Linked DNA regions of Pan troglodytes: region 1 is linked to region 2. Evidence: chromatin contacts called from public capture Hi-C data. All regions are on one chromosome and are shown on one strand. The core of a region is the stretch at or near the end of the contact, and the rest is flanking DNA. Distances in the headings are between cores, read along the strand shown.

Evidence for each region. Capture Hi-C pulls out chosen DNA fragments and counts their contacts.
Region 1: a capture Hi-C map of stem cell-derived neural stem cells shows a contact between it and region 2, with 4 times the contacts expected there. The contact joins two enhancer-like sites. A contact is called at or near these places in 4 of 7 Hi-C or Micro-C datasets (blood, induced pluripotent stem cells and stem cell-derived neural progenitor cells) and 1 of 1 other capture datasets (stem cell-derived neural stem cells).

The regions. Positions count from the first base shown.
Region 1 is chr2:174,916,676-174,922,337 of NHGRI_mPanTro3-v2.0_pri, reverse strand. All of the region lies in intron 1 of PLD1 (phospholipase D1), which reads left to right. Among named protein-coding and RNA genes, the nearest start is that of PLD1, 37 kb to the left of the region's middle. Within about 2 kb of position 1,612, at least 6 of the 24 cell types and tissues checked have an H3K27ac peak or open chromatin away from gene starts, as enhancers often do. A contact at or near this core is called in stem cell-derived neural stem cells, where this site is marked.
Region 2 is chr2:174,791,885-174,798,004 of NHGRI_mPanTro3-v2.0_pri, reverse strand. The region is part of intron 20 of PLD1 (phospholipase D1); the gene reads left to right. Among named protein-coding and RNA genes, the nearest start is that of PLD1, 160 kb to the left of the region's middle. Within about 2 kb of position 2,119, at least 1 of the 24 cell types and tissues checked has an H3K27ac peak or open chromatin away from gene starts, as enhancers often do. A contact at or near this core is called in stem cell-derived neural stem cells, where this site is marked.

The DNA of each region.
Region 1 (5,662 bases), core at 363-2,862, 120 kb before region 2:
TCTGTCTTGGTTAGAGCCAATGGCATATTAAAGAGCTGAAATATTGCAAATCTTGTAATTCACTCTGGATCACCAATCAGAACTAAATAAAAGAGCTTTGAGCAAGGAAACAAATTCTTAGCCTTACCTGTAAATAGAAGCCTGGAGAGAAGTGCAACTCATCATTTGGGTGGGCACCCACTGTGCCCACCTCTTGTGATCAGGTTCTAGCTAGTGTGGTATGAGGGAGGGGCTCTTCATCTTACTCTTCTGTGCCCATGACTACAGCTCCATAGAGTGGGGTGACAGGTACCACCGTCCGCTGCAGCACTGGCACAGTGCTGAGGCCCAGGAAGGAGTGTCTTCTTAGATGGCAGCTTCTGCTGAGGTTCAAGGCAGGTTTGGGTTCCTGCCTTTTCCTACTCTGAATCGATGTGATGAACTAACAAGCTAATACATGTGAAAGCACTTTGTTTACACAAATGAAGGGGTTACTGTTTTTATTATTTTAGGGTGTGGAGTCACGTGGTAGAAAGAACACAAAGTCGGAAGTCCTGAGTTTGCATCCTAGCTTTGAAAGCTGGCTCCATCTCATATTAGGGTCCCCCTTTTCGCAAAGCTATTTTTAAGTGTTTTCCTGTGGCTTTTTCTTTCCCCTTTTATTTTAATTAATTAATTAAATTTTTAAATTTACTTATTTTGAGACACAGTGTCTCTCTGTCATCCAGGCTGGAGTGCAGTGGCATAGTCTCTGCTCACTGCAACCTCTGCCTCCTGGGTTCAAGCAATTGTCCTGCCTCAGCCTCCTGAGTAGCTGGGATTACAGATGTGTGCCACCACGCCCGGCTAATTTTTGTATTTTTAGTAGAGACGGGGTTTCACCATGTCGGCCAGGCTGGTCTTGAACCCCTGACCTCAGGTGATCCGCCCCTCTCAGCCTCCCAAAGTGCTGGGATCACAGACGTGAGCCACTGTGCTGGGCTCTTTCCCCCTTTAAATCAGATGTTCTTTACTTTTACTTGTGCCATGGGGACCTCTTTGACATTCTAATTAAGCTAATGAACCACTCTACAGGATATTTATTCTGTAAAATTAAACACATAAAATTAAAATGCATAGGATTACAAAGGAAACCAATTATACTGACATAAAGTTATCAATATGCAAAGAAGTAAATATGTCATATTGTAATACATGTCCTTTATTAAAATGCATTACTTACCAGTATCTAGTGGCAGGTCTAATAACTACTGTAATTTTGAAATAGTGATGAGTGGAAATGATACTTTGAGATATTACAATAACTAATGTGATATGAAAAATCCTTGATGTCTAAGAAAATATCTTTGACGTCAAAGAAAATATCTTTGATGACAAGTTACAGAAGGAAATGATAATTTTAGTTAGAAGTTAGTAAAAATAAAAATTAAATTTTTTATCAACAGCCTGAATTCTGTCTGACACCCTTAGCCTTGCCTTAAATTTCACTCTTTCTTCTCATGCTGTACATTTTCCAGGGACAAACTCTGTGTCCCACTGTCCCCCAGCTGCAGCTGCTCCTTCAGTGTCAGTGACTCCTAAATGTGCACCTCTGCTGTCTAGGCAAAGGACTGGAGCACCTGGCCTGCATCTCCTGGGGCCTGCTGGATATCCTCCCTGAACGGCTCAGAGGACCTCAAACCCAGCCTCCCTCAGTGAACTCCTTGGCTTGAGCATCTCCCCACCCTCCTCCCACCACCCTGCCCTTCCTCCTTGTCCCTAACTCTGTGAATGGCATTAGTAACCACCACGTGGCTCCAGCCCCGAGCTGGCTTGACAAGGGAGCCAGTGCGCATGCTGCTGCGGGGGTTACGGCACAAGCCTCCTTGATACAGTTTATGAAAGTGTAAACTTGTATGTCTTACAGCACTGGCCTGTGCTTGCCTTTACCTGGAATGTCTAAATTCCTACTCACCCAAAAAGGCCTCATTCCTCCTACTTACCTTTTCAACATGCATATCTGGACACTTCCCGGTTTAGCATCAGTTGGTGATGCCTCTTTGCTCCATGATGTGACATAAGAGGACTCTGCCTTCCTCACAGCATTTTCTTCTGCTGGTCCCTCAGCCTTACTAAGGTCCCTGCAGGCAGTCCCTCCAATGTCCCCCACCCCATTTACCCTTTGCCTTGGCAGACTGAGTGAGTGCCCTCTCCCTGGGGACCCTTTCCCTTCCATGTCACCTCCAGGTCTCAGTTCTGTGGCCACTTCTCTGGAAAGCCTTTATGAGGACTGTTCACAGTGCAGGCCTTATCCACTGTCTCCCCCGCCCTTGCATTTGACCAGGGCCTGGCAGGGTTTAAGTGGTACGCACTCAGGAGGAAAGAGTTTTTAAAGTACATGGCTAGGAGCACCGACCTGGGTTCTAATCCCAGCTCTGTCTCTAACTGTGTGATCTTGGCAGTGTACTTACTAGCCTTTGGACGCCTCAGTTTTATCATCTGTAAAACTGGTATAATAGCCGGGCGCGGTGGCTCACGCCTGTAATCCCAGCACTTTGGGAGGCCGAGGCGGGCGGATCATGAGGTCAGGAGATCGAGACCATCCTGGCTAACACGGTGAAACCCCGTCTCTACTAAAAATACAAAAAATTAGCTGGGTGCGGTGGCGGGCGCCTGTAGTCCCAGCTATTCGGGAGTCTGAGGCAGAAGAATGGTGTGAACCCGGGAGGCGGAGGTTGCAGTGAGCCGAGACAGCGCCACTGCAGTCCGGCCTGGGTGAAAGAGCGAGACTCCATCTCAAAAAAAAAAAAAACAAAAAAACAAAAAAACTGGTATAATAATAGAGTGGTAATGTTTAAATGAGATGGTACTTATAAAGCACTTTAGAACCAAGCTTGGCTCATCGGAAGAGCTTATATAATAGCTATCCTTATTCATTTTAGTTAGTTAGTTTGTTTTGTTTTGTTTTTTGAGACGGAGTCTCGCTCTGTTGCTCAGGCTGGAGTGCAATGGCACGAAGTCGGCTCACTGCAACCTCCGCCTCCCGGGTTCAAGCGATTCTCCTGCCTCAGCCTCCTGAGTAGCTGGGATTATAGGTGCACTCCTCCACGCCCGGCTAATTTTTGTATTTTTAGTAGAGACGGGGTTTAGATGGGGTTTCACCATGTTGGTCAGGCTGATCTGGAGCTCCTGACTCGTGATCCACCCGCCTCGGCTTCCCAACGTGCTGGGCTTACAGACATGAGCCACTGCACCTGGCCTCATTTTAGTTTTAGTAGTACAGCTTGGGCTCATTTAAAAGTCATATCCTGCTATACTCTTATTACTGCGGGGTTTTATTAAAGAATGTAGTGTAATATGGTGCCCACCACTTAACTTTTCTTCATCTTCATTAAGGTTAATATCAGATATTCATTTTAGAAGAATTAATTTATATGTGGCAAAAGGAAATACATTTTTACTGAAAGATAAGAGAAATTCTGGGAATACAGACATACAGACTGATGGAGACACAGCCCCACCAGTAGTTTATCTAGCTGAGTTGGGGATTTATTCATATTTCTTCCATTTCAAAGATTGTGTTTGTTTCCCAGGAGTATTTTTTGAAGCTCTTTCTGCAGAGGAGAGATCAATATTATTTATCAGAGTATTTCCTTGGGCATGCAAATCATCATATATGTTTGCAAACCAGATCCATGTAAAATAGATGGTTTTGAATCTACTTTTTTTGCATGAGCATTTTTATATCCTCTAGAAATATATCACTATTGTGGGGAAAAATTTAACAATATTTAACGACATACTGAATGTGACATTAATGTGCTCGCATAGCTGATCCTTCCCTGTTTTTCTTCCAGCATCAAAGTAATAACATTTCCCCTGAGGTTTGTTCAGCTCATCCAGCCTTCGCTTGGTTTTGCCAGCAGGTGGGGTACTAGCTCCTTTTAAAGTCATCAGCCACAGGTCTTGAGGCTCGTTTTCTTTTCTCCCTGAGAAAAGAAATTGTCTTGCCCCCTCATTCTAAAGTGACCCCATGAGATCCTCTTGAGCCCTGACCTGGGAGTGGGTAGAGGGGTGGGCAAGGTGTGCATTAGATCTAAAATAGTCTCCAGGATTTTCATGGGTGAATTTGTTGAGCTAATGGCTTATATTTCACAGGTTTTGAGTAACTTGAATTTTACCAGTAATTCATGTAAATCAGTTTGGCAACAGGTGAATCAAGCTTTGCCTGGCATATTTGGTCCAATCTTATGGTTTAGGAGAAGCAATAATTAAAGTTCAAAAACCTTGGTCATTGTGTTGAAATAAGTCTCATTTAAACAAAATACAAATCATGGCAACAAGCCATTAGAATTAAAACTGTTCTTGGAGTTGAAAACTAGGGGAAAATAAGTATACTGTGAACACGTTGTGTTAAAAAGCTGATGTTCTAACAATATGCTAGAACATTACTGGCTCTGTTTTAAGATCTAACTGCTTTAAGGAATTGATTGACTACATTTTTCTAGAGTGAAACATAAATTTCTTATTTTGAAATCTTAGTGAGTGGTATTAAGTTCCATTTTAAAAGGCAGCTTAAAGATCCATGTTAAAAGACGTGTCTTAGCTTATACATCCATTCTAAATGTAGGTGGTGAAACTGAATTATAAGAATGTTTTTAAGATTTATAGACACTAAGTCAGAATCAGAAGTTAGAAGGTTCTTTGACAAAATTTCCTATTGAACTTATGTTAATCGTTGGATTTGATGAGGTTTTTAAGCTTATTCAATGTTATCTGAAAATAGTAATACTATCTACATTTGATTCTCAGAAATGATAACTTCATATGTCCCTCTCATGCAATGTGAAATTACGGTGCTATCTGTTCCATAACTGCCACACAACTTGAACAATATAAAAGTCATTTCATGGCCCTAATGGAGGGCAGACTGTATCCCCTTGCTTAAAATTAATCATTCACTTTAATGCAGTGTCTGAGGGGAGAGAAGGGAGTGAGAGTTCTCTTTGTTTAAGTTTGTGTTATGGTTTTCTTGGGCAGCAAGTACAAAAGTGCAGCCTGAAGCTGTAGCTCATTCTGTATGTGGGTTTTATTTCTCACAGCAGTCCGGTGTCTATTTAACATATGGGGAGTGGTTTCAAGTTCATTACTAAAGCTTATAGGCTAAAGTGCTTTGTGGGCTTGGCTATGACTTAAGTTGCCTTGAGGGAGTCAGCCAAAACTGGGCTTGGGAACAGGAAGGCTTTGCCCGTTTATTTGGATTCTCAGGGTAGTCGATTTTGCCACCTCTTGGCTATCAGCTGCCTTGGAGATTGGTTTCATAGTAAGGATTCTTTCTTTAAGGTGATATGGAGCAACTACTTTCACAGGGGCACCAGGTTAGTAAATAACGTTTTGCACTTTCTGCTGCGTGTGTCAGATTTTCTTTCTGAGCTCACGGTGTGATGATAGGACAGACTGGGTTGCTGCGTTCTTTTAGAAAATAATGTGAGTTCGTTTATCCTGCAGAGGTTTAGGGGGTTATGTTTCTCCTTATAATATATGCATTTTTTGACCATATTAAATACAATTGGAAGCCAAGTGGAAATGACATATTAGTATCTGTGTTGGATTTGCAGTCCAGAGGTCTTGTTAGTAAATATCAGCCCTGCCCCCGCCCCCTTTTTTTTTTTTTTTTTTTGAGATAGGGTTTTGCTCTGTCGCC
Region 2 (6,120 bases), core at 870-3,369:
TCTTGGGTTTAAAGAAAAATCTATGTCCATAATTACCATATCCTATAATTTTGTACCAAACTGAAAAGACATGTTGGGCTTGTTTCAGAAGCCTTGTCTTAAAGAAAATTCAACTGCAGTACCTTTTTTTTTTTTTTTTTGAGGAGTCTCACTCTGTTGCCGAGGCTGGAGTGCAGTGGCGCGATCTTGGCTCACTGCAAACTCCACCTCCTGGGTTCACGCCATTCTCCTGCCTCAGCCTCCCGAGTAGCTGGGACTACAGGTGCCTGCCACCACGCCTGGCTATTTTTTTGTATTTTTAGTAGAGACGGGGTTTCACTGTGTTATCCAGGATGGTCTCGATCTGCTGACCTCGTGGTCCGCCAGCCTTGGCCTGCCAAAGTGCTGGGATTACATGCATGAGCCACCGCGCCTGGCCAAAACACATTTTATTTAAGTATGCCAATCATTGGTTTCACATTTTTTCTTGTGGGATAACTCCCAAGCTCTGTACGATTTCTGGAGAAGAGGTTACCTTGGGACACAGATGACAACAGATTGTGGCAGGAGACCTTTTGATTTAGATCATGTAAATGCTTTTATTCTATTCTAAAAATTGTATAAAATGGTAACCTCAGCAGATAGAGAAATGTAAAGATTAGCACAGGGCAGGGGCCAGCAATCATTTTGAGCCTGAGCATGTGCCCTGGAAAAGAGAGGAAGGAAGAAGGAGACTTAAAAATGACAATGAAAACGGTCTGGGCCATAGTGGGAACAGTTTAGTATAAGGTTCTATATAACCTCATTTGGGGGCCACTCAGGGCTAGGCTTGCCAAAGACTATCAAGCCCAGGGTGAAGTCTAAGTCAAACATGCTGGGGAATCCCTCAGCATTCTTATGTTTGAAAGCTTGCCGTTTTCAAAAGATAACCAATGAGAAAAATGATGTGTGTTTGTGCACAATATATAATAGTTCATAATCTATGAAGTCACATAGAGGATAGGTAAAGTCAGTGCTAAATAGGGCCAGCATTTCTAGTGGACTAGTCATGATTTTAGCCAGTTCTTTCATGTGCAGATGAGGAAACTGAAGCCCAGAAGGATCTTCTCCTTTTAAAGGATTTGCCAAGCACAAAATAAAAGGGGTTATGTCCCAAACGACCAAGAAGCTACAGATCCAATTCCAACATAATTGATACCACCATAGTATAAAATTCTCTTTACACACACACACACACACACACACCCTAAGCCCTAACCACAATTCTTCTTATTTCTGACAGTATTCACTGCTGCAAAATCTACAACAATGAGACGATTTATAGCAGCTCTTGAAGTTTACAGTAATGAAATACAAACTATAAATCTCAAATTCTCAAAAAAATAAAGTGTCTTGTCACTAGCGAAGCATATCAAGCTTCCTCGGGGCCTTCTTGCCAGACCCTGAGACCCAGTTGTGAGCAGATCAAGCTTCTCCTAACTGTCCTTCATGCTGAGGAGGGACTGTGGGTGAAGGAGGAGGGGCTTATGCAGCAGAGAAAAACAAGAAATGGAAAGTAGAGGTACATCACTGCTGTGACCCATCTACATGGTACATTCGTACTCTGCTTTTAAAGGTACAAACAGCTTTATAGCAATCACAAAAATTTTAAAATTAATTTTTTTTTTTTTTTTTTTTTTTTTTGAGACGGATTCTCGCTCTGTCGCCCGGGCTGCTGGAGTGCAGTGCCGCGATTTTGGCTCACTGCCAAGCTCCGCCTCCCAGGTTCACGCCATTCTCCTGCCTCAGCCTCCCGAGTAGCTGGGACTACAGGCGCCCGCCACCACGCCTGGCTAATACACACACACTACTATTTTCTGTTGAATTGTAATTTATTTTCTTTTCCTAGAGTTCATCTGAATTTCTAGCTCAAGCGCATTTCCACACAATAGGAGGGGTTTTAGTTTTAGTTTTGGCACTTCCTGATAAATGTGGCCAAATTCAGTGATTTCTCATTATTTCCCTTCTATATTCAGCATCAGGGTTCTACTCCTGCCTCCTCTCCCTCCACATCCCGTCCTTGATCTTAATGCTATGGGGCCCTGGATCTTTGGAAAGGGGCTTCCAGACACTGGTGTTGATCTCCCTCCGGCCTGTTCTGGCATCTGCTTAACGTAGCTTGGGGACGTCAGCCTTCACCTTTCAGGCCTGCCTCTCTACCACTTCTCCTCTGCTCCTGCCACATCGCATAGCTGCTGAACGACACGCTCCACATTTCTCTGGAGTTCACCTGAAAGCAAGGCACAGATCCTCCTGGCTCTCATATCCTCACATTGAAAAGAGAGTGGGGTCTATCCTGTTTTCCCCCGAACTCAGCTTGAGGCCAAAGGACTGATTCCTTGCCCTGAGTCTTGCTCTTATTTCTCTACACTCCTGCCTCAGCTTAGAGAATCTCTCTCCAGTTCCCCAAATCTAAAAGAAGTTGATGTTTTTGTGTCCTGCTTCCCTTGTGAGAGTGCCACCCCAGGAGCAATGCCTGCTTCGTTTCTCCGGTCACAGAGTGGGGGAAGTTAACACATTTAAAGGGAAAACTGATTTAATGTTTTATAGCATTGGCCTGCCACATTTTTATTCTCTTATAACATTGCATTGGGGCCATTTTAACACAGTACCAGAAGTATTGTGCTACTGAGCCTTCATAGCGGTCATTTTTAGTGGCTACAAGGTGATCATTCCATTGACTGGCTCAACATAATTTAGTTAACCATTCCTTTATTATTGGACATTTATTTCCAATTTTTAGCTATTATACGTAGCACTGCCATAAGAGTTAGTGAATTTTGAAGAAAAACTTTTAACAAGAAGCCTGAGAATGCTGTTTGGTAGAAATTGCTTTGAACTAATGTGGATGAAGTGATTGCTGGCATGATGGGTAGTTATCCGGGGCTTAGTGCCCACTAGCCCCAAAAGCAAGATTGCTTTTAAGATCATAAATATTTTATACACTAGGGGCTCAGATTCTTACCCTAAGCTGATTGCTATCATTTCCACAACCCCCATGTTGTGAGGATTCAGTATTTCCGAAGGACGTTGGATTCCTCAGCAGCTGGAACTCTTGTCCTCTGTGGACTGGATCAAGGAGGCAGATTGGACACAGTGTCCCATGGAATCTTCTGTGCTTTGGCTTACATTCAACCACAATTTTGCGTTTGAAATTCCAGAGCCCTTTTTTCTACAGCAGTGAAAATCTAAATAGTTTCCACTAGTTTGCTGAACGCAGTTTAAAATTTTCATCATTCAGGAAATTTATGAGCTACCATATTGTAAAATAGCAAAGGGCTTGTTATGGAGCTAAGAGAGTCCTAAAAACAAGAAAATGTGAATATTCTGATTCCTACAAACTAAAATTTGCAAGAATGTTTTATAATATTTTTATAGGACATTTCTCAATATCGTACATATGAGATCTCCCTTATAAAATCATTTTTGCTTAAAAAAAAGATAAAATAGAACTGTCTCTTACAAACATCATCACAAACATTTGTGTCAAAGACCAGCAATACCACTTGTAAGATTTTTCCAACAAATGTGAAAAATTACTTTTGTTAGTCAGCGTAAATATCAAAATAGTTACTTCGAAATAGAAAAAAAATTAGAAGCAATTTAAATGCCTATCAGTAAAGAACTGGTTTAAATATTAAAGTACAGATGCATGGTAGAATATTACCTCCCTGTTCTTAAAAAGTAACTATGTTCTGGCCAGGTGCGGTGGCTCACGCCTGTAATACCAGCACTTTGGGAGGCCGAGGCGGGTGGATCACGAGGTCAGGAGATCGAGACCATCCTGGCTAACACGGTGAAACCCCGTCTCTGCTAAAAATACAAAAAATTAGCCGGGCGTGGTGGCAGACGATTGTAGCGCCAGCTACTCGGGAAGCTGAGGCAGGAGAATGGCATGAATCTGGGAGGTGGAGCTTGCAGTGAGCCGAGATCGCACCACGGCACTCCAGCCTAGGCGACAGAGCGAGACTGGGTCTCAAAAAAAAAAAAAAGTAACTATGTTCTTATGTGGAAGGATTTCCAAGATACCCTGTTAAATGATAAAAATCATGTTCAGAAAAGTGTTTAAAGTGTTTATAGTATTCTAATATTTGTGTAGAAGGAAAAAATACGTATATTCTTATAAATTCTTACACTATTTCTAAAAGAACACGGAGGAAACTGTTAACAGGAGTTGCCCTCAGGATGAAGGAGTGAGAGAGAATTTTTTTCACTGTATAATCATCTACCTCTTACATTTTGTACTATGAGCATATGTTACTCATTTGAAAGTAACCTGTTTGGTAGTTCCTCAAAATGCTAAACATAGAATGACCACATGACCCAGCAGTTCCATTCCTGAATATAAACCCCAAAGAACTGAAAACAGGGACTCACAGATACTGTATGCTAGTATTATAGCAGTATTATTCACAATAGCCAAAAGGTGGAAACAACATAAGTGTCCATTAACAGATGAATGTGATATGTACCTACCACGGAATATTATTCAGTCTTAAAAAGGAGGGAATTCTGACGCATGCTACAACATGGGTGAACCTTGAAGATGTTATGCTAAGCGAAACAAGTCAGACATAAAGGACAAGTATTGCATGATTCTAATTATATGCAAAATCCAGAACCAGCAGATTCATAGAGACAAAGCAGATTAGAGGTTTCCAGGGCGTGCAGGCAGGGAAAAACAGGGTAGTTATGACTGGATAGTCACCGAGTTTCTGTCTGGGATGTTGAAAAGGTTTGGGAATAGATCATTATGATAGTTGTACAACATTGTGTATGTAATTGATGCCACTGAACTGTACACTTAAAAATGGGGGCTGGGCGCGGTGGCTCACTCCTGTAAGCCCAGCACTTTGGGATGCCGAGGCGGATCACCTGAGATCAGGAGTTCGAGACCAGCCTGACCAACATGGAGAAACCCCGTCTCTACGAAAAGTACAAAATTACCTGGGCGTGGTGGTGCACACCTGTAATCCCAGCTACTCAAGAGGCTGAGGCAGGAGAATTGCTTGAACCTGGGAGGCGGAGGTTGCGGTGAGCCGAGATCGCACCATTGCACTCCAGCCCGGGCAACAAGAGCGAAACTCTGTCTCAAAAAAAAAAAAAAAGGGTAAAATGGCAAATTTTATATTACATGTATTTTACCACAATAAAATGTAATTTAATTTAAAGACATAAAATATAATTTTATTTAAAGAAAAAATGTATGTAATATATTATATACACTTTACAAACAAAATGTAATTTAATTTAAAGGAAAAAATTCCTGTTCAGCTTAACCTCTTCTCTACCAGAAACTTCCCCAGAAACATTTTTCCAACCTGATCCCATCCTCCTAAAGCAAATAATACCGAGTGCATAGCATGTGCAAGGGTCTTTGATTGGGTACTACCAAAACCAGAAAGATATGTGGGCAGGCATCCTGTGTTTCAAAGGAGCTTATCACATATCCTAGAGAGCAGATATGTGTATCACTATCGTGTAAAGCAGAAAGAGTGCAGAACAGACATCCTGGCCATGTGCTATGAGTGCCGAGGCAAGAATAAAACAACTCTGACTGGAAGAGCCAAGTGGCTTGGCAAAGGAAATAGCCGATAAGGTGACCTAGAAGAAGTGGGATTCACTGGAGGCCCAGAAGGCTGATGAACCAAGCTTTATTAGTAGGAAGGTGTACCTCTGAACAAAGGGTGGTAGTCTCCTGTCACTGGGCTGTGGTGTTGGGAGGATTATACTGTAAGGCAGTATAATCCTGAATTCTGAAAAGGCAGTTGAGGCCAAATGACATCCATTTTTAACTGTCCAGTTTAATTTTTGGACTTTTAAATGTTGGCTGTGGGGAAATAGCTTAATAGCTTAGGTTTTCTTTTCTTTTTTTTTTTTTTCTGTTCTTTTTCGCTATCCTGCTCACCATTTAGGGATGTGAGCCTTTTATTCCTACCAAGCAGCAAACTTGAACAGTTTACATTTTTTAATGTCTTCTTTCCAACTCAAACTATGTTTGCCATCTAGTGAATAATCCATGCCATTACAACAACCTACTTAAGATCCTTGTTTCTTAGCACGGCAGCCAAACTCACAGGCCTCCAAATTTCATTGTTGATA